Linked DNA regions of Zea mays: regions 1 and 2 are each linked to region 3. The links are chromatin contacts, called in public Hi-C maps. All regions are on one chromosome and are shown on one strand. Each heading gives the region's core, a stretch centred on a gene start, on an enhancer-like site or on the middle of the called end of the contact. The rest is flanking DNA. Distances are from core to core; before and after follow the strand shown.

Evidence for each region. Hi-C and Micro-C count contacts between places; a contact is called where the count stands out from the background.
Region 1: a Hi-C map of bundle sheath shows a contact between it and region 3, with 2.8 times the contacts expected there. The contact joins the promoter of LOC100284227 here to the promoter of LOC100280330 in region 3. A contact is called at or near these places in 2 of 25 Hi-C or Micro-C datasets (bundle sheath and tassel).
Region 2: a Hi-C map of root tip shows a contact between it and region 3, with 2.1 times the contacts expected there. The contact joins the promoter of LOC100381625 here to the promoter of LOC100280330 in region 3. A contact is called at or near these places in 4 of 25 Hi-C or Micro-C datasets (ear, root tip, tassel and 1 more).

What each region holds. Positions count from the first base shown.
Region 1 is chr6:137,997,393-138,000,312 of Zm-B73-REFERENCE-NAM-5.0, forward strand. LOC100284227 (serine/threonine-protein phosphatase PP1) reads left to right here and starts at 1,345. Exons shown (of 4, transcript NM_001157122.1): 1 at 1,345-1,711. The coding sequence starts at 1,510.
Region 2 is chr6:137,611,098-137,613,884 of Zm-B73-REFERENCE-NAM-5.0, forward strand. LOC100381625 (Gamma-tubulin complex component 4) reads right to left here and starts at 1,290. Exons shown (of 16, transcript NM_001174442.1): 1 at 1,046-1,290. The coding sequence starts at 1,224.
Region 3 is chr6:137,741,657-137,744,402 of Zm-B73-REFERENCE-NAM-5.0, forward strand. LOC100280330 reads right to left here and starts at 1,304. Exons shown (of 6, transcript NM_001153256.1): 1 at 895-1,304. The coding sequence starts at 1,084.

The DNA of each region.
Region 1 (2,920 bases), core at 95-2,594, 260 kb after region 3:
TTTCCACCACTTCGTCCTCGCAATTTTGGCTTGTTTAACCCTATGGGTACTGATCCGAAAACAGAAGTCAGCCACCACAAGATTATGTTGGGGCTCAACACTCTCTCCAGGTATCACCTTACAATCCAAACAAGCTTGTTTATCTTCTCTCCTTGTGAGCACGAAGTCGATCTGGCTCGAACGATGGCCACTGCTAAAAGTCACCAAATGAGAATCTCTCTTTCTAAAGAAAGTGTTGGCTATCAATAGGTTGTAGGCTACAACAAAGTCCAAAATATCATCTCCTTCTTGATTCCTACTACCATACCCGAAGCCTGCATGAGCTAGCTCATAATCTACATTTGTTGAACCTACATGACCATTGAGATATCCTCCTATGAAAAGCTTCTCATTGGTGGGTACCGCTCTGACCATGTCATCTAAGTCTTTCCAGAACTTCATCTTCTCGCTCTCACTAAGACAAACCTGAGGGGCATAAGCATTTATAATGTTCAAGACTACATCCCAAAACTAGTTTGACTAGGATAATCATATCTCCCTGCCTTTTGACGTCCACCACTCCATCCTTGAGGGTATTATCAATCAGGATACCTACTCCTTTTTGTTTGCCACTGTTCCTGAGTACCATAGTTTGAAACCAGTGTTCTCCACCTCCTTCGCTTTTTGCCCTTACATTTTGTCTCCTGGACACATAGGATATTAACACGGCTCCTTCTCGCTGCATCGACTAACTCTCTTAGCTTACCTGTAAGGGATCCTACCTTCCAACTACCTACACGGATCCTAGTCGGCTCAACTAGCTTCCTTACCCCTCGCACCCGTTGAGACAGGAGCGAAGACCCTTGTACATTTGTCACAACACCCGGACGCCGATGTAGCGCGCCACTAGCCCACTAAGGAAGCGACGACCCGATCCTTGCTCACTTGACACCGCATCCAGATCACGATACGGTGTGCCACCAAGTGGGTGGTGTCTCGACCCTTACCCATTTAACATCATACCCGACTTTCGATATGGCACGTCGCTAAGAGGGTTACGCCCCAACTGTTTTCTTGACATTTTAGCGTAGGTGTCCCAGTTAATAATGGCACCAGAACGAAACCCTTATATTTGATGATAATTTGACGAAACCTATATATTTGATGACAATTTAACAAAATCCAATTATCGTAATGTCGTAATTCCAAAATTCTCCTTGTCAATAGCAAATGACAAAACGGTTGGATAGAGATCCGCCTCGTTGATCAGAGGCCGTCCATCGCGGAACCAACGGTGGATGCTCCTTCACGCGGTTTTGAACACTTCAGCCCGACGAATTGTTCGGTTCGTCGACGACAACCTCCATTTGTTCCACAATCCACATTCCCCACCCCCCACGGCCCCCGGGCCCACCCACCCTCTCCCTCTTCTTCCTCACTCCTCTCTCCCTCTCTCTCTCTCTCTCTCTCTCTCTCGTCCTGCGCCACACGCCGCGGCCGTCTCCGGGCAGGAAGGAAGGGGGCGGGAAGATGATGATGACGCGGGCACCGATGGGGCCGATGGAGGGCGCGGCGGTGGACGAGATGGTGCGCCGCCTCGTGGAGGGCGGCCGAGGCGGGCGCCAGGTGCAGCTGTCCGAGGCGGAGATCCGGCAGCTCTGCGTAGAGGGCAAGCGGGTGCTCCTCTCCCAGCCCAATCTCCTCCGAATCCACGCCCCAGTCAAGATCTGCGGTAATCGTCGCCTTTCTCTTATCTATCTATGTATCTACCTGGGCGATGCCGCCTGATTCCTTCGGTCCTTCCCCTTTTCGTTTGGGACGCCGCCTAATTCCATCCATCCCTCGGCTTTGCGGTCTCCCCGTTTTGGATGGGGAAAGGGTAATTTGGTCGTGCTACTTTTGGGCTTCCATGGCGAATTGCTCAGTCACGGTTGGATTTGGGCGACCCGGGAAAAAAAAAGTTGTTTGATAGGAGTAACCCGTCGGTGCCATGTTTTCCTGTCTGCATTCCTTACATGTTACGTTTGCAGCCTGAGAGGCATGGAAATGATTGATGGAAGTATGGATAAGTTGGCGGGAGTAATGATCGGGTACTAGAGATAATAGTTAGCTGCTAAAATTAGTTGAAGATATCCAAACAGTATAGCTTATAGTTCAGCTATTAGCTATTTTTAGCAAATTATCTAATAGCTCTAATGCAACTTTCTAGCCAATTCCATTAGCAACTTTTTTAGCCAACTAAGGCCATGTTTGGTTTCTTTAGTCTAGGGACTAAAGTTTAGTTAGGGGACTAAAGTTTAGTCCCTAACATGTTTGGTTCTAGGGGCTAAAAATAGTAAGAATATACTAAATGACTCATAAGAAGACTAAAATGACCTTTAACATTCTACTACTATAGTACAATTGAACTAAATGAGGGGTAAATGTGGAATTAATATGGTTTAGTCCCTTTTAGCACATATGTGAAGGACTAAAGACTAAATCATTTTAGTCCATATTTTAGTCCTAGTGTTTGGCAAAAAAGGGACTAAATGAGACTAAAAACTAGAGACTAATCTTTAGTCCCTCTAACCAAACACGCCCTAAGTGTTAGCTCTAATGCATTCAAATACCCCTTAGGTACAAGGGAATGCCCTCGAGTACACTTTTTAAGTTAGGTGTACTGACTTGTGCGATTGAGAATTTGTGTTGACATGAACATGTAGTCCTCTTTTCAAACCATGTATTTGATCTGTAAATTAGCAGGTGTTTGAATGCACTAAAACTAATAGTTAGTTAGCTAAAAATTATTAGTGAAATTAGCTAGCTAACAAATAACTACCTAAATATTAACTAATTTACTAAAAATAGAATAGTTGAACTATTAGCTAGGGGTGTTTGGATGTCTCAACTAATTTTAGTGGCTAACTATTAATTTTAGTGCATTCAAACACCCCCATTC
Region 2 (2,787 bases), core at 40-2,539, 130 kb before region 3:
AAAAAATCTTCTCGTTGTTCCTCATCTGCTCTCAGGCTATGACTCGGCTATGCGCCACCCTCAGGCCTAGGTGGGCCTTTGCAGAGTGGGCAGCTTGAATCAGCCCATTAGTGATGGGAGGACAGGGTTCGGGGGTTTCTCGGTTGGGACCGTTGCCACGGCCTTCTATTAATGTAATACCGCAAGGGTGGGCTTACCCTCCCCAGCTGAGTTTTTTATCCAAACAATAGCTAGTGTTCTTAGAGCTGACCAAAACTATGGTTTTGTCATGACAATTGCAAAGTATAGTATTGTAAAATCATGGTTTTGTGAAACATTGTTACCAAACAGGCCCTGAGCAGAGTGAAGTTCAGAACCTGTGAACATGAACTCTAGTGGATTAAGTATCAATTTTCCCAGTTATCCAGAGGCGTGTTTTCCACTTCCCAGGAACCAAAAAAACGGAAAGCTTATTCCTGAGCAGAAGACGGGATATAAGTATCGATTTTCATTACCATGAAATTTGTGCTCTTCTAATGAGATAATGGCAAAATGTAGATTGTATAACTCCAGACTGATCGACTCAACCAGTGTATGTGTATTCATTGCATTGCAAATTTCACAAAGCATGCTATGGTCCAAAAATGGATGGCTATGGCGATAATTTCATGAACTAATAAACATCAAGTGACGAAATTGTGCTTAGGCATGCATAAGAACCACCAATAAAGGTAATTTTCTGCATAAATTTCTCCAGAACTCGGTGGCACCTGACCACACGGGGTGGTAATGGATCATGGCCCTAATACTTGCTTCATAAATCAACAAGGCCCTTAATTTTGTTAGTTCAAAATTGTATTGTTTTATGATCCGGCCCTAACTTGATTCGATCCGTAAATTTGCTAGGCTAAATTAAATGGCCCGTTACCACCCCCTCCACACCTAACTCCATATCCGCCCACAGCCGCACAAAGATCCCAATCCCAAGCAGATCACGGACGCCGCATAGCACTACAGCACTGCCACATATTCGCGTCCGCGGGCGGGTGTAGGTGTTTGCCCTTACCTCTCTGATGGCTGGAGGAAGGTGAGGTCCGGCGCGAGGCGGAAGGAGGGGCCCACCTCACCGTCTCCGTTTCCATCCTCGCCGGCGTCCTGGGAGGCGGCGCGGCGCCGCGGCAGAGAGACGTCGAGGACGAAGTCGCCGGTGAAGCCGAGCAGCGCGAGGAGGAGCTCGTGCAGCATTGCGGCGTCTTGGTGCCCCCACGGCGGGGGTTTCACTAGGGTTTCGCCGAGATCTCGAGAAATGGGTATAGTGAGAGTGGGAGAAGAGAAGGAAAAGGGCGGGGACGGGCGGACGGCGGAGTTTTAGTTCGTTTCAATGGATTTTTGAATAATTCTAACCGTGCTGCTATGAGTTTGCGGTTAACTTACTCCCTCGTCCGACAATTCTAAATTTGAAATAATTCAATTTAAAAAAATATCATTTTGATAAACTTAAAAAAATGATATCAGCACGTTTATCTCCAAATATGTTTTGCAACCATAGATGTTAGTATTTTTTACAGATTTTGATAAACTTAAAACTTTTGGCTCCAAAAAATGATAATTGCTCTTTTTAAGCATACAGGAGTATAAATCTCCAATGCACTGTTTTGATCCTTTGAATTGACTTACATTCTGATAACCATAATTTAGGCACAAGACATTAAACTATATGATTTTATGTAGAATACATTTGTATGATATGTATGTGCTACATTTTCTATATAAGAGTTAGATGAATGGCGTGTTATAAATTGCAAGTTAGAAATATAACCTAATGATACATAAAATGAAATTTCATTTTTCGCTCTATAAATTTAAGATATAAATTTAAGATACGATTATATCTAAATTATTGGAAAAAGATGGAGTGTCAAATTTCAAATCAAATAGCCTATTTTATTAAGTAGATTCTAATTTCTCCAAAATAAACTTATCCAAACGCCCTCTAGATAATTTTTACCAAAGATATTAATATTTTTTATAGATTTAGCTAAACTTAAAGAAATCTCTAAAGACGAGAATTGTCTTTTTTGGGTTGGAGGTAGCAAGAAAAAATATCAAATACATGATATGGATACCTAATGCATTTGTAATGGGTATGTCAACTGAGCGGAGGCTGTTGCGATCCATCTATCGAGATCTGTTTAGCCCAAGCCAACTCACGGTCATCATTGCGCTCTCCAACTCATGTATGCTCAACTCAGCAACGTCGTGCGGGATCAACTCCATTCTCAAGGTATGATAACTCCGGTTGAACACACAAAACGTACTCGTCGCGTTCTCGCGGACGATTCTGGGTCCGGGCAGTCCGCGGTCCAGACGGTACACGATGGTGGCGTGGAGAGTCCGCGCGTATACAGAATCAGTTAGGATTCCGAGTTTTTTTAGAATTTGTTAGTTAAATCTGTAGAATTAACTTGGGAAACGACTTATAACGGGTCCAAGCCTCCCCTTTATATAGATAAAAGACTACGTCCGATTGAACTCTCCATAATCGATCAAATCAAATCTACTTATCGTTTTTTTTCTTTTTGCATTAGGAGTAGCTTTAGTTTAACATTAGTTTAGCCTTCCTCTACCTCAAATTTTCACATCCCTTCGGCTCTACGTCAATTAGAGACGTCTTGGGTGGCCTGTCGACGCCAAGACACCTTAGGATCTCTCCTCCCTGACGGGGTCCCTCCCGGAAGGCGAGATCTAGGTCTGTTACGAAGAAGAAGACCCTCTGCGTCATCACGAACCGTCCGAGCCCTAGGCGCG
Region 3 (2,746 bases), core at 54-2,553:
AGACGCCATGGGAAGAAGAGGATCTGAGGATCGGTGGACCTCTGATACCAATTGTTAACACACCAAGAGGAAGGGAGTGCCAACAGGAAGGGAAGAAGAGAGTTCGGGAAGGAAGAACAGAAGCAGAAAGCTGGGAATTGTATCTTTTAGTTTTCGATCCCTTTTCCCTGTTACAAGACACGATACTTATACGATACTGGACTCCTCACCACACACACGGCCAACAGGCCGGGCTCACTTGGCCCACTCTGCACCAGCCCAATGAGAATTGGGGCGACAAACTTCTTCTCTGCATCTCATGGTTCTCAGGCAGTTGGAGCTCTTCAGCACAGACAGACTGGTAACATTTCCTAACATATTTGCAAATCACCGTCTCAATATTGACTTGCTCCCAAAAAATGGGGCCTTTTATCAAGTAGATTGATAGAGCACAAAATTGGCACATAAAACCTTTAAAGTAACTATAAATTATTCAAGGTTACAAGAAAAAATAGACATCTCGAACTTGAATCTAAAATTCAGAATCATGCACACTCTCAAATCATCCTCATACAACAAATCTCGCACACAAACAGTACCGACATATGAAGCCAACTGAAATAGGAAAAAATCATCCACAAAACATGTTCATGCAACAAAAGCATAAGCCTATACAGCTGAAAAGATCCGACCTTTAGAACTTCTTAGCCCAAAATTCAGCATAGAGGCAACTACAAATTATGAAACCGATTCTATTTCAGCGAAATTAAACAAACTTTTACGAATTTGGCCACATTTAAGGATCCACACATTCAATTTGACACTACAACCCAAAAATAGCACCTACCACGCGATTGAACCACAAACTTCGCAAGCAACAATCCACCGACAGATCCGGCGTCTATGAAGAATTACCTAGGTGGAACTCGTGGCCGCAGTGCAGCCTGGCGGTGGACCTCTCCCCGGACGCAGCGAGCACCGCGTCGAGGCAGATCGAGCAGGACACCGCGGCGGCCTTGTCCTCCTTCCCGCCCGCCTCGTCCTGCTCTGCCGGCACCCCAGCGGCCGTCGCCGCCTGATCCTTGGGCTCCGCACCGACGCCCATCCCCTCCGCCCTCCCTTCCTCTCCCCTCCTCTCCTCCTCACCAACTGCGGGATTTCTTGGCCGGATCCCACCAAATCTGAGCCGGGCCGAGGCGGGACGGAGCTCGAAACGGCCGCCCCGGCGACGGCGAGGCTGTCACCCCCGTGTCCTCGGGGATCGCGCGCGTCCTCGGGGTGTTCGCGCCCTGTCCAATCGCGAGGAGAGCGCGTTCTTGCGTGCGTTCTCTCTCCTGTCTATCTGCTCGCCTCCACGAGAAATTAGATATAGAGAGATAAAAAACTGGAAAAAAACAGGGAGCGGCGCAAGAAAGCGAATAATACGGGTGTTTTGCTATGAACACCTCGTATAGTTTGTTATTACAACTCTAACTGTCACATTGTACAGTAGTACTGTACTAAGGACTATTTTATGACTTGGTACCGTTTCTTATCTCAGTAAAAAACTACGTAAAGTCGGGAGCATATGTATAACCGAGTATTAGCTATAGACATATGAATGTATTGGTTTATATATATACTAGGTGAGTGTCCGTGCGTTGCAACGAAATATATAATATCATAATAGGTTATATATAAATGTGTGTTATACTGTTATGAGAAAAGTTCCTCGAGCACTAGGTTGGCCTAGGGTACGATGATGGAGACGTTGCCGATATGGCAGCGCACGAGGTCGTGTCACCAAAACAGGTCGTTGCAGCCCTTAGAGTCGTCCCCAAAGGAGACCACGACACCGGGGCCGATGAGGTGGGCTAGACCCCGCCGCACATCGAGAGGAGCCTGTGGAGCGGGCCAAGCATGCTTCTACCGCATTGCCGACAATGGCGTCCCCGAGGCAGCACAGGCTGCGCGGGGAGGGGTCAGTTTTGGTGCTGTGGGGAGGCGAGGGCGAGGGTCGCAATCAGCCGCGTACAAGAAGAATGGGGGCGAGGACGGAATGGAACGACGAGCGAGCCGAACAGGTGGAACTGTCGGTGCGAAGTTCGTGGGGGGCGACGACGAGGTAGCATGAGATGCCCATATTAGGTTTTAATAGTGTAATATAGATATAGATGAGAACACTCAATTTGACCGACGTCTCATACAAATTTGAAAGAAACTGGACTACATCAGTTAGACCTCCAAAACCCAGCGCTATGGATGAGTCAAAAAGAAAGAAAGAAAATGAGTAAAGTTACACCTTATCACCGACACAACACTTATAAGGGAGATGAGTCGAATAAATGGTTGCTGGGGGCGATAGACGGATCCCGGATAGTTTGTGTAGCTGCTGGAAGCTGTCGGCCTGGACCCGTCGGCATAACCTGCATAGGCACTTGCAGCTAGTGTGGGGGACAGATATCCCCTGGGTCCACTAAAGAAGTAAAAGGCCTCACGAAAGGCCCAAGGGCCCAATAATTCGTAAGGTCATTCTTTCGTGGGCCTAGGGAAAGGCAACCAACAAAGAAGACGTAAGACTGATTAGTGCAAACACAGGCGGCCCACAACGACGAACGAATGAATCACAACAAAGACCCGACTTTCCCGCGCTGAAGCCCCCATGCAGCAAGAGCCATGCGAGGATAAGTCGGCGAAGGTTACGTAGGGATAAACTCAAGAGGTTCACTATCTTTTAGCTACTTGTTGTTATCATACCCACGTGTACTGCCCTACGGTCGAGTATATA